2 separate regions of the Oncorhynchus mykiss genome follow, and region 1 is linked to region 2. The links are chromatin contacts, called in public Hi-C maps. All regions are on one chromosome and are shown on one strand. Each heading gives the region's core, a stretch centred on a gene start, on an enhancer-like site or on the middle of the called end of the contact. The rest is flanking DNA. Distances are from core to core; before and after follow the strand shown. Region 1 holds the start of LOC110491775 (ataxin-2-like protein). Region 2 holds the start of LOC110492861 (translational activator of cytochrome c oxidase 1).

What was found. A called contact is a pair of places that touch in the nucleus more often than the background predicts.
Region 1: a contact with region 2 is called in a Hi-C map of liver, with 4 times the contacts expected there. The contact joins the promoter of LOC110491775 here to the promoter of LOC110492861 in region 2. A contact is called at or near these places in 2 of 3 Hi-C or Micro-C datasets (blood and liver).

What each region holds. Positions count from the first base shown.
Region 1 is chr16:27,773,638-27,778,802 of USDA_OmykA_1.1, forward strand. LOC110491775 (ataxin-2-like protein) reads left to right here and starts at 2,645. Exons shown (of 23, transcript XM_036946685.1): 1 at 2,645-3,527. The coding sequence starts at 3,415.
Region 2 is chr16:26,990,414-26,996,034 of USDA_OmykA_1.1, forward strand. It overlaps LOC110492861 (translational activator of cytochrome c oxidase 1), which reads left to right and starts at 4,216. Exons shown (of 6, transcript XM_036946630.1): 1 at 4,216-4,322; 2 at 4,698-4,996; 3 at 5,122-5,231. The coding sequence starts at 4,702. pth3r (parathyroid hormone 3 receptor) reads right to left here and starts at 3,605. Exons shown (of 13, transcript XM_036946628.1): 1 at 2,826-3,605. The coding sequence starts at 2,888.

The DNA.
Region 1 (5,165 bases), core at 1,395-3,894, 780 kb after region 2:
AAACAACTGGAAAATCGGAACTGGGAAATCTCAGACTTCAATGAGTTCAAGACATCTGGGAACATAAGTTTTTTGAACCGTCATCAAACTCGGAATTCCAAGATGGGAACTCAGGCCTCTTTCTAGAGCTCCGACCTGAAGATCACTGACGTCATGATTCAAACTTTTTTTTTCTCCAGAGTTCACAGTTGTCTTGATAGCACCATAAATCCAGAGAATGCCAGACTTTAATGACAAAGTTTCATGACAAAATTTGCCCACAAGAAGGACTGTCGTGCCACCTTCCTGTTCAAGTGATCACAAAATGTATTGTATGCTGCTGCATAAATGATATGATATGCCAGGAAGATATGTATATGGTAGCTAAGAAAGTAATACTAAGTGTATGTTGTGTACTAAGCTATTAGTAGCCTGTGTGCCTTACCCTAATAATTTGGTCCCTTTCCCCCTCAGAACTTAGCCTACTGTTCAGACTTGGTAGTGCACATGTAGCCTATAGCCTGTTTTAGAGAAATGCCATAATTGAATATTGTAAGAGCTCTTTGTCTGCTTATATGCCTCCTTCATTTATTCTATGGTTCTGTCTTGGTGTACAGGGAGAATACTGTAAGAATGGCCCATGTTCTGAATTATGCTGCTGTACGTTTAAAAAGTATTGAACAAATAGCTATATTGACTAAGTCCATCTTAGCTCGCTCATGAATATCTTTATCGAAATTACAGATGGCCTCTTATTTGCTAATTGTTCCCTTATGGCATAGTTTGTACATCTCAATTGTTATAGGCCCATTTCTTATATAGGTCTATCTAATCAGTATCTTATTCATAATTTTAGGCAATGTTGGAATGACTGAATTGTTTTGGTTACTTTGTGCATTATAATTAGCTCATGTGCTTTTCTTGACGAGGAGGAGATACTAAATAATGTTGTTGGGTCTGTAACCATGTTTCCCCAGTTAGTCTCTTCCCATTCAAATGTTTGTTTTTAACTAGAAGTTCAGTAACAGACCCATGTAATTCCAGTTGATATTGTGAGGGTTGTTTTGCTATGGTTTTTAAAACGGCAGTAAATGAGGCTGAATGAACTGTTTCGCTGCCAGACAAGGCCCCACTGATAGCCAGGTGTAGCAGTGGTAAAGATTCACTTGATGGTGCTGAAAAGAAAGTTCTATTGTTGGGACAGCTTTATGTAGGCTATAACAGTTTTGGGGCACCATTTGTCACCGTTATAGTGCAATTAATGTATTGTCCAGTATTGTGTAGTGGCTTTGCTGCATGCAACCCCCCGAAAATGTTGAATTTGCCTCATGAAGATTTACATGCTAAAATTGCCCCTGGACATACATACAGTGCCTTCAGAAAGTATTTTTTGCACATTTTGTTGTGTTACAGACTGAATTTAAAATGGATTATATTGAGATTTTGTGTCACTGGCCATTATTATTATTATTTTACCCCCTTTTTCTCCCCAATTTCGTAGTATCCAATTGTATACTATCTTGTCTCATCGCTACAACTCCCGTACGGGCTCGGGAGAGACGAAGGTTGAAAGTCATGCGTCCTCCGATACACAACCAACCAAGCCGCTGCTTCTTTAACACAGCGCACATCCAACCCGGAAGCCAGCCGCACCAATGCGCCGGAGGAAACACCGTGCACCTGGCCACCTTGGCTAGCGTACACTGCGCCCAGCCCGCCACAGGAGTCGCTGGTGCGCGATGAGACAAGGACATCCCTACCGACCAAGCCCTCCCTAACCCGGGCGACGCTAGGCCAATTGTGCGTCGCCCCACGGTCGCGGCCGGTTACGACAGAGCCTGGGCGCGAACCCAGGACTGGCGCTGCAGTACAGCGCCCTTAACCACTGCGCCACCCGGGAGGCCGGAATTATGGTTTTAGACGTTTTTTTAAATTAATTAAAAATGAAAAGCTGAAATATCTCGAGTCAATAAGTGTTCAACCTATTTGTTATGGCAAGTCTAAATAAGTTGTATGGACTGTTTAACATTATTATTTTTTATGACTACCTCATCTCTGTACCCCACACATCTGTAAGGTCCCTCAGTCTCAACCACTGCAAATTAATTACTTAAATCATACAATGTGATTTTCTGGATTTTTGTTTTAGATTCCGTCTCTCACAGTTGAAGTGTACCTATGATAAAAATGACAGACCTCTACATGCTTTGTGCGTAGGAAAACCTGCAAAATCGGCAGTGTATCAAATACTTGTTCTCCCCACTGTATATGCCCAATATGAGAAAAACGATTGGATTTAGGCTGATAGGTCACTATTTAAAATGAGCAGCCACGCTCCTCTGGATATTAACTCTGTGGATTTAGAAGCTAGAAGTGCTCCTGGGTATAATGGACACCCCTTTCACTGCAACACAAGATACAGAAAAGTGTGTAAGTGCAATAAATGATAGTACACACACAAAACACATTGTTGACCATTTTGGCTTGAACAAAGAAAAAACGTATCTTATAGAAATAATTTTACTCGATAACTAGTAGAAAATACATCGATAATTGTGCATCATTGTCAACCCAATTATTACACACGATGGGACTCTTATTCTGAAGGATTCCAAAAAAATCCCTGACCCGGAACAATTGATTTATTATTGGCTTGTGACGACCACTCAACAGCGCTCTGATCGAGTGAACCTTACATCGAGAGGTGGCGAGCGACTGCGGGTTTTCATCCCGAAACCTGAAGAAAATACAATTTAAAACGCTTATGACCAGTATACTAGCATCACAACTGAGATTCAAATTTTTAACCTTCAAGAAGAATAAGTAAAGTTGACCTAAAGAAGCAAGTAATCCAGACAGGGAAGCTACCAAGCGAATGTCCAAGAGACTGCTAGCTAGCTAACGTAGCTAGCTTGGATCAGAAGAATCCTAAACCACGATCTGGTGTGAAAACATTGCTATTTTGTATCGACTTATTCTCTGTGTAGCAACTAAGTAGCCAGCCAGAGAATACAATCAGAAATCAAGGTATATTTTAATGTCGGGCCGCCTTACTGTAGCTTTCCAGTTTGCGATGCCAATTACTATTAGCGTTAGTTAGCATGTCAGTTCTCAGTCATTGAGATTAATACAGGCTAAACAAATTATTTGGGACTCCCTAAAAACACTCAACTAAGATACAGCTACGACCGGAAGTGACCATCGGTAGCAGGTTAGGACTGCATTTTCGCTAACCCTACCCCTTTTCCTAACATTAACATAGCTAGTTAATTATACTACTCTTCAACGTTAATTCTCCAAACATGCTGCTTGAGTTCTCCAAACCTGCTACGAAAAAGTAACTTCCCGTTGTAGGTGTATCAAATTGTCTCCAATTATTTGCTCGAATAATATTTAGTTTTGTAACTTGATTTTGTGAAAGCTTGCTGCTTGGCCATGTTGAAACAACAGCCCAGCTCATGTGGGCGAAAAACATCCAACTGGACTCCGGGCCCTGCCAGTATGTCTTCCACGGCCAGTGGAATCAACAACAGAGCACAGGTTGGGAGGTGAGTGAAATTAGGATGTCCAGATAGGAAAAGCTGGTGATTTTTATCATGGCTTCAAGGCCTACCGGTCAAAGCATGTGTAGCTTGTTGTGGTGGGAAATGGGGTTATGTTGATGGGCCTGTGAAAATATATTGTGCGTGATTGACAAGTTCTTATGGAAGCTGTTTCAAGGCACCAAGAAAAGATGTCATCTATCAGTTGACAAGAGGTTACTACATGCCACGCCCACTATGCCACACCCACTGCTGCTAGCGCTGTCTCTGGTCCACACTCCAGCGCAGTAGGTGGCGGTAATGTACCAATAACGTTGGATGCCACCCTCCAAAAACCCCACTGAAGGAGGCTGCTAGCTAGCTAGGGGACACCGGTGCACTATGGGAGAATCTCAATTGCCTACTCCTCGCATCCTCTGTCCTTTCTCCTTGCTTCTTTCTCAAAACTCATTGGATGAGAAAGCCAGAGGTCCCTCCTCCCTGACCACCTTCAATGGGTTTTGAAAAGGTGAGGAGGGACACAAGGAGTGTAAAATTGAGATTCCCCCGGTGTATTTTGCCCCCGCCTGCCGAAAACTGTTTTCTGTTAACAGTACTTAGAGGGAAGTAGCTAGCTAGCAGCCTCAATGGCAGTGGGCGCTGGATGTCGTGACAAGTAGTGGGCACGCCATGTAGTAACCGCGGTCCGCAGATGGAGTTGTGACATAGTACAAAAAAACAAATCTGACTTACTGTGAGATAGTACTGTAACTCATAGGGTTTAGCATTTTTGAACACCTGTAACTGCCATTTCCTGCAATCTACAGCAAAACATATATACTGTGTTGGGGTGTGGTGCCTGGCCTTAAATGGTGACAAAAACAATTGTGTTAATGTTTTTACGTAGTGGCGCAGCTAGTCCACAAGGTGGTGCAATGCCCCTCTTACAGTCTTTGGGGAGAACCCTGCAATATCTGTATATTAAAGGTCCTGAACAGTGGAAATCATGTTTTCTGTCAAATTGGATGATACTTGGATAAAGCCAGTTAAAATTAGGGTTACCTAAGCATGAACAATGACTGTAGCTGGTACTTTGATGAAGTTACTTGTCCCCTCCCTCATGTCAAACACTTGGAATCAGGAGGCAGGCATCAATTTTAAATGTACACCAATGATAGCGTGTTATCATCGTTACTAATGTTAGTATGTACCGCCTTGAAGGAAAATTCCACCAAAAACCACTCATTCCTATAATTTAGTTTTACATGACAAAAAATATTGTTCTTTACATATTAGTGTTAACAAATGTTTCCTGTTGTCGTTATAATGAAGTTGGAAGCAATGTGAAAATCATTGTGGAAATCTGTTAAACCCTCTTTTAAATGACACATTTCTCGAGGTAGGAATACCACAAACATATGATCAATGGCTTATTCAAGAGAAGACAACCTCCTGCGTTATGACATTGGGAAGTATTGAAATCTGACATGTATGATAGACGTTTTCGCAATCTAAAAGTCGTATTCCTATTAACTTTCAGCGTAGTGAGAGCGGCTTTATCGCAATGCGATGTCATACTGGCCAAATTTATGCCTGCTTGAACGGCAATAGCTCAAATACACATGGCAACATGAAATGACCCAGGGCATCGAAAGAACATCAGAG
Region 2 (5,621 bases), core at 2,966-5,465:
TTGTTGCTACAGCCTGGATATAAAATGGATTAAATTGAAATGTTGTGTTACTGATCTACACACAATACCCTATAATATGACAGTGGAATTTTGTTTTTATAAATATTTACAAATTAATCAAAAATGACAAGCTCAAATGTCTTGAGTCAAAAAGTATTCAACTTCTTTTATTATAAGCCTAAATACGTTCAGGAGTAAAAATCTTGCATAAACAAGTCACATAATAAGTTGCATGGATTCACTCTGTGTGCAATATTAGTGGTTTATTTTTGAATGACTACTCCAGCTCCGTAGCTCACACATACTGATAATTGTAAGGTCCTTCAGTCGAGTAGTGAATTTCAAGCAAAAATTCAACCACAAAGACCAGGGAGGTTTTCCAATGCCTCGCAAAGAAGGGCACCTATTGATAGATAAAAACAAGCAAATATTGAATATCCCTTTGAGCATGGTGAAGTTATCAATTATGTTTTTGATGGTGTATCAGTACACCTAGTCACTACAAAAAATACAGGCATACTTCCTAACTCAGTTGCCGGAGAGGAAGGAAACCACTCAGGGATTTCACCATGAGGCCAATGGTGATTTTAAAACAGATAAAGAGTTTAATGGCTCTGATAGGAAACAACTGAGGATGGATCAACAACATTGTACTCCACAATACTAACCTAAATTACAGAGTGAAGGACGCATTACTCAACCTTTGCTTCTCCCAAGCCCGTTGGGGAGTTGCAGCGATGAGACAAGATCATAATTGGATCACAATTGGATATCACGAAATTGGGGAGAAAAAGGAGGTACAAAAAATATGTATTAGAGCTAAGGACAGGCAAAATCCTAGAGGAAAACCTGGTTCAGTTTACTGTCCAACAGACACTTGGAGATAAATGCACCTTTCTGCAAGACAATAACCTCAAACACAAGGCCAAATATACACTGGGGTTTCTTACCAAGACCATATTGAATGTTCCTGAGTGGCCTAATTCAAGTTTTGACTTAAATGAGCTTGAAAATCTATGGAAAGACGTGAACATAGCTGTCTAGCATTGATCAACAACCAACTTGACAGAGCTTAAAGAATTGTTAAAAGAATAAGGGCCAAATATTGTACAATCCAAGTGTGCAAAGCTCTTAGAGACTTACCCCAAATGACTCACAGCTGTAATCACTGCCAAAGGTGATTCTAACATGTATTGACTCAGGGGGTTGAAAACTTTTCTAATCACGATATATTAGTGTTTTATTTTCCATAAATGCTTAAAAAATATTAGATTTGTTTTCTTCCATTTCACATTACAGATTGCTGTGTGTTGATTGTTGACAAAAATGACAATTAAATCCATTTTAATCTCACTTTGTAACCCAACATGATTTGGGAAAATTCTAGGGGTGTGAATCATTTCTGACGGCACTGTATAAGAACCGACACTATATAAGGTCAACACTGTGTATAAGCACAGGCATCATGATTTTGTACTTGTTTATGTATCATGATTGTGACTTTAAAGCAATGATTGGCAATGGACTAGCCTTGTGGCCAAATGCTAACATACTGTAGCAAATTTAGCTAACTGTAAGATACTGGAAATCCAGCCATTTCATTGTTATTCAAGATCCTTATAGTTCTGTTCCAAGCCCCCATTTACACAGTTAGCCATGTAAATCCTGTTGGATAAAGAAATATTAGCAATGTAAAGAGTAGAAACTCAAAAGTAAACGCTGCACTTCAGGGATTTTTGGTCTGAATATGAAAAGTTATTTGCCATACGCACACCTTTCCTTACAGTCATCTGTGTGAAAATACACACTTCACTGCAAATTTGTGTTTAGGCTTAGCACAAAAAAAGAGCCGCAGCACTCTCTTTGTTTGCATGGATAACTAACTAGTAAGTCAATTGACTATTTATTCATGTTTGCATGGATAACTACTCAATTGACTATTTATTTTAATAGCAATCCACATCAATTATGTGAGTTATTGATTTTTTGTCTTATTGATGACTGGCTTCCCAGAACATATGACATACTCAGGAGATTAAATGCCTCAGCAACGGTATTACACATCAAATTTAATGCACTCATCATTTTTTATGTCATTTAAATTTGGTCAATTAGCAGACGCTCTTATCCGGAGCGTACATTTTTCGTACTGGTCTGCCGTGGGAATCAAACCCACAACCCTGGTGTTGCAAGCACCCTGCTCTACCAACTGAGCCACACAGGTCATCAAATGCAACGTAGCTACTTACCATTTTATGGCATTCAAACATGGTGTGAAATATGCATGATATTTTCTGTCATAGTTGTGAATGGAAGAGGTTGGGGTGAAAACTTGAAAAGTCCTTTCATAAGAGGTTTGTCAAAAGTGGAACAGCAGCAACGTGCAGCCTGTGGCATAATACAGTATGATCACTGACTACATTGTTTCAACAATGAGGCACTTCTCAATTATACAGTGGCAGCTATCTGAATATTTGTAAAAGCATATCCAACATAAGTCTATCTCCATCTCATGTGCGTTGTAGATAATCAGTTAATATCCCACATGATCAGTGTCTTACAGGAGAAAAACAAATTAGGCCTAATAAGCTTACTATTAATAAATATGTATTTCATTACTCTGAAACATTAATAAGCATTTGATAATATGAGGTGGTATGTGGTAATATATAAAGCATTTATAACGTCTTACTCATATTATAAAGTGTTACCGAAATACATTGAATGCTTTCTTAAAAATTGCTAATACATGAATGACTGAATCGATCAATCAATTAAATTAATCAATACAAATTATTTAGCAGTTAGATAGATAGGATACTTACCACTGCACTGACATTCATCAATACGCAGCAGAAAACAATTCTGATTCTCCCCACGGACACCATGACTTCCTTTTGACCTTCAACCTGAACCAAAACTTTTAATCACCAAGACACCCCCTGCTCACAACTCCTTATCCTCTCTAGGGTGCAGCGAAGGGAAACGTCCCCCGAAACATGTAGAGTGGTGGTCCTCGAGGCTGTGTCCCATTGCCGCTCCTATTACCTTGGTGCCTGCACACGTCTCTCTAAACGCTTAGGCAGGAGGTGATCCTTCTATACTTCTCATGAATGGTACCACATGAACCATGGCATTGTTGAATGGGAAGTTATTCAATCAAAACGTCCAGCTTCTCCCGCACAGCTGAGAGTGAAGATAGAATCAGTTGTGGAAGTTAAGTAAAGGATTCTCTTTAACCACTGGTAGTCTTCCAATGCGAACTCTCTTCTCTTTTTGCAATCATCTGCATGTAGTGCTTCTCTTGTGAACAATGACCATTGGTAAGGTCAGGTCCCAGTGACTAGGTATGGAATTCCTCATGTATCTCAGGGATGAGTACCTTTGCCATGTTCCTTTGTGTGAGCATGATATTAGTTAGTAAAGGGAGGAGGGAAGACTAGGAGAGCTGCCCATCTACTGCAGCTCCTTCCATTGTTGACTGTGGGAATGGGCTGTCCTCTTGGCGTTCCACCTCAGTTAACTCTTTGCTGCCTGGTGCAGCCAACAATCCCCATCATGTATCTCTCTCTGTGTTTCTCTCTCCCTCCACACCTCATTTTCTGCTGTGTAGACTACTCTCCCTAGCTGCCTCTCCGGGTGACTCAGTATCTCAGGTTTGTTCTCTATTCCCTCAGTACATATTTTTCTCCTTCTCTAAATATGCTCTGTTCAATAGGCCATAGTTATCTCTTAGAATGTATATCATCAGAACAGCCATAGTCCATCAAAGACGAGGGCCACACACCAAAAACATACACCATGGAGCAAATGCATCCCATTACATTTTCACATGCTTAAAACAACAATGTCATTCAATGAGAACAATGTATTACTCTAAAAAAAGATTTGAAGTCATACAAATAATTAGCTTTTAAAGTTCTCTACAACAAAAACATTAACAATGAAGATGGTCCTTGTTTTTTATATCACTCAAAATCTATGTATTTAATGGAAATTAAATCTTAGAAACTGGCGTTAACATGATTATATCAAAACAATGTGCATTACTTTACCTCCAATGTTATCACAAAGACATTTTGAGAGGCTGTAAGAAATGTAGGCTTGTTTTTTTACAACCAAAAGACACACTTTAAATAATGTCTATACACATGCTGACGATAACATTTACTGTTGGAAATATTGTCTGTCGCCCTCTTGTGGCAACAGTAAAGCTTTAAATGGCGGACTTTTATTTTGAAAGGTCCGCTTCTTTCGTCACTAGACAACCCGGAAGCGTCAATTTGACCTCAAAGGACACCAACACTTACTCTTTATAAAGTGTACGTTTACGGAAAATGTGATACATTCAATAATTCATACGTTTTCCATTAGGAACAGGCATTATAGCTAGTAAGATAGCAGACATACTGTTATGTGGTCTTCTTAGCAGCAAGTAGTAACGTCAGCTAGCTAAGCTTATCAAATGTAAGTACTTTTTATGTGGTCTTCTTAGCAGCAAGTAGTAACGTTAGCTAGCTAGCTAAGCTTAACAAATGTAGTTTTTTTGTGTTACATAAAAGCGAGGCAACTGTCATAAGCTATTTTTTTCATTTGAACATACGTGTCCACGTGTTTATTCTGGTTCTCGCATGTATACCAAACATATACTACTGTTTGTCAATGCAATGCCCTTACGTTTTCGTTTTCTGACTCAGGGCAATGGGATGGGCAGTGGTGTTGAGGGGTTTCTTGCCTCTGTGTTTACGTCGACTTGCTCGCTTGACCGCCAACAATTACATGGGCGCAAGGATTCGTCCAGTCCGCACAGACCTGACGGTGACATGTCGCTACCCTCTTTGGACAACCCATCCTGTGAGAACACTGCATCTGTGCTCTAACTTGTGTGCTGGTCATAATAAGTGGTCTAAGGTGAAAAATATAAAAGGACCCAAAGATGCAGCCCGGAGTCGGATGTTCATGAAGTTTGGGATGATGATAAGAATTGCAGTCAAAGGTAAGCTTGACTGACAACTTGTTTACTCCAATTCAATGCACTATATGTGAGCATTATGGGGAATGCTTTGACTGGTGCTGCATCAACCATCAACCAGATTTGCTTGTTAATTCTGTTTTCTACAGAAGGAGGATCTAGTAATCCAGAATTCAATCTAGCCTTGGCAAATGTAGTGGAGCAATGCCGAGGCAAGAACATGCCCAAAGTGTCCATAGAAGCTGCCATCAAGGGAGCGGTAAGTTGACGGAATGATTAAACTGAAATGTTTTTGTAACACTTATAACACTCGGATATAATGCATTATGATACAATTACACTGAACAAAAATATAAATGCAACAATTTCAAAGATTTTACTGCGTTAATGTAAGGAAATCAGTCAATTTAAATAAATAAATTAGGGCCTAATCTATGGATTTCACATGAATGGGAATAAAGATGTGTATTTTTTGGTCACAGATACTTTAAAAAAAGTAGGGGCATGGACAGAAAACCAGTCAGTATCTGGTGTGACCACCACTTGCCTCAAGCAGCGCGACATCTCCTTCGCATCGAGTTGATCAGGCTGTTGATTGTGGCCAGTGGAATGTTGTCCCACTCCTCTTCAATGGCTGTGCAAAGTTGCT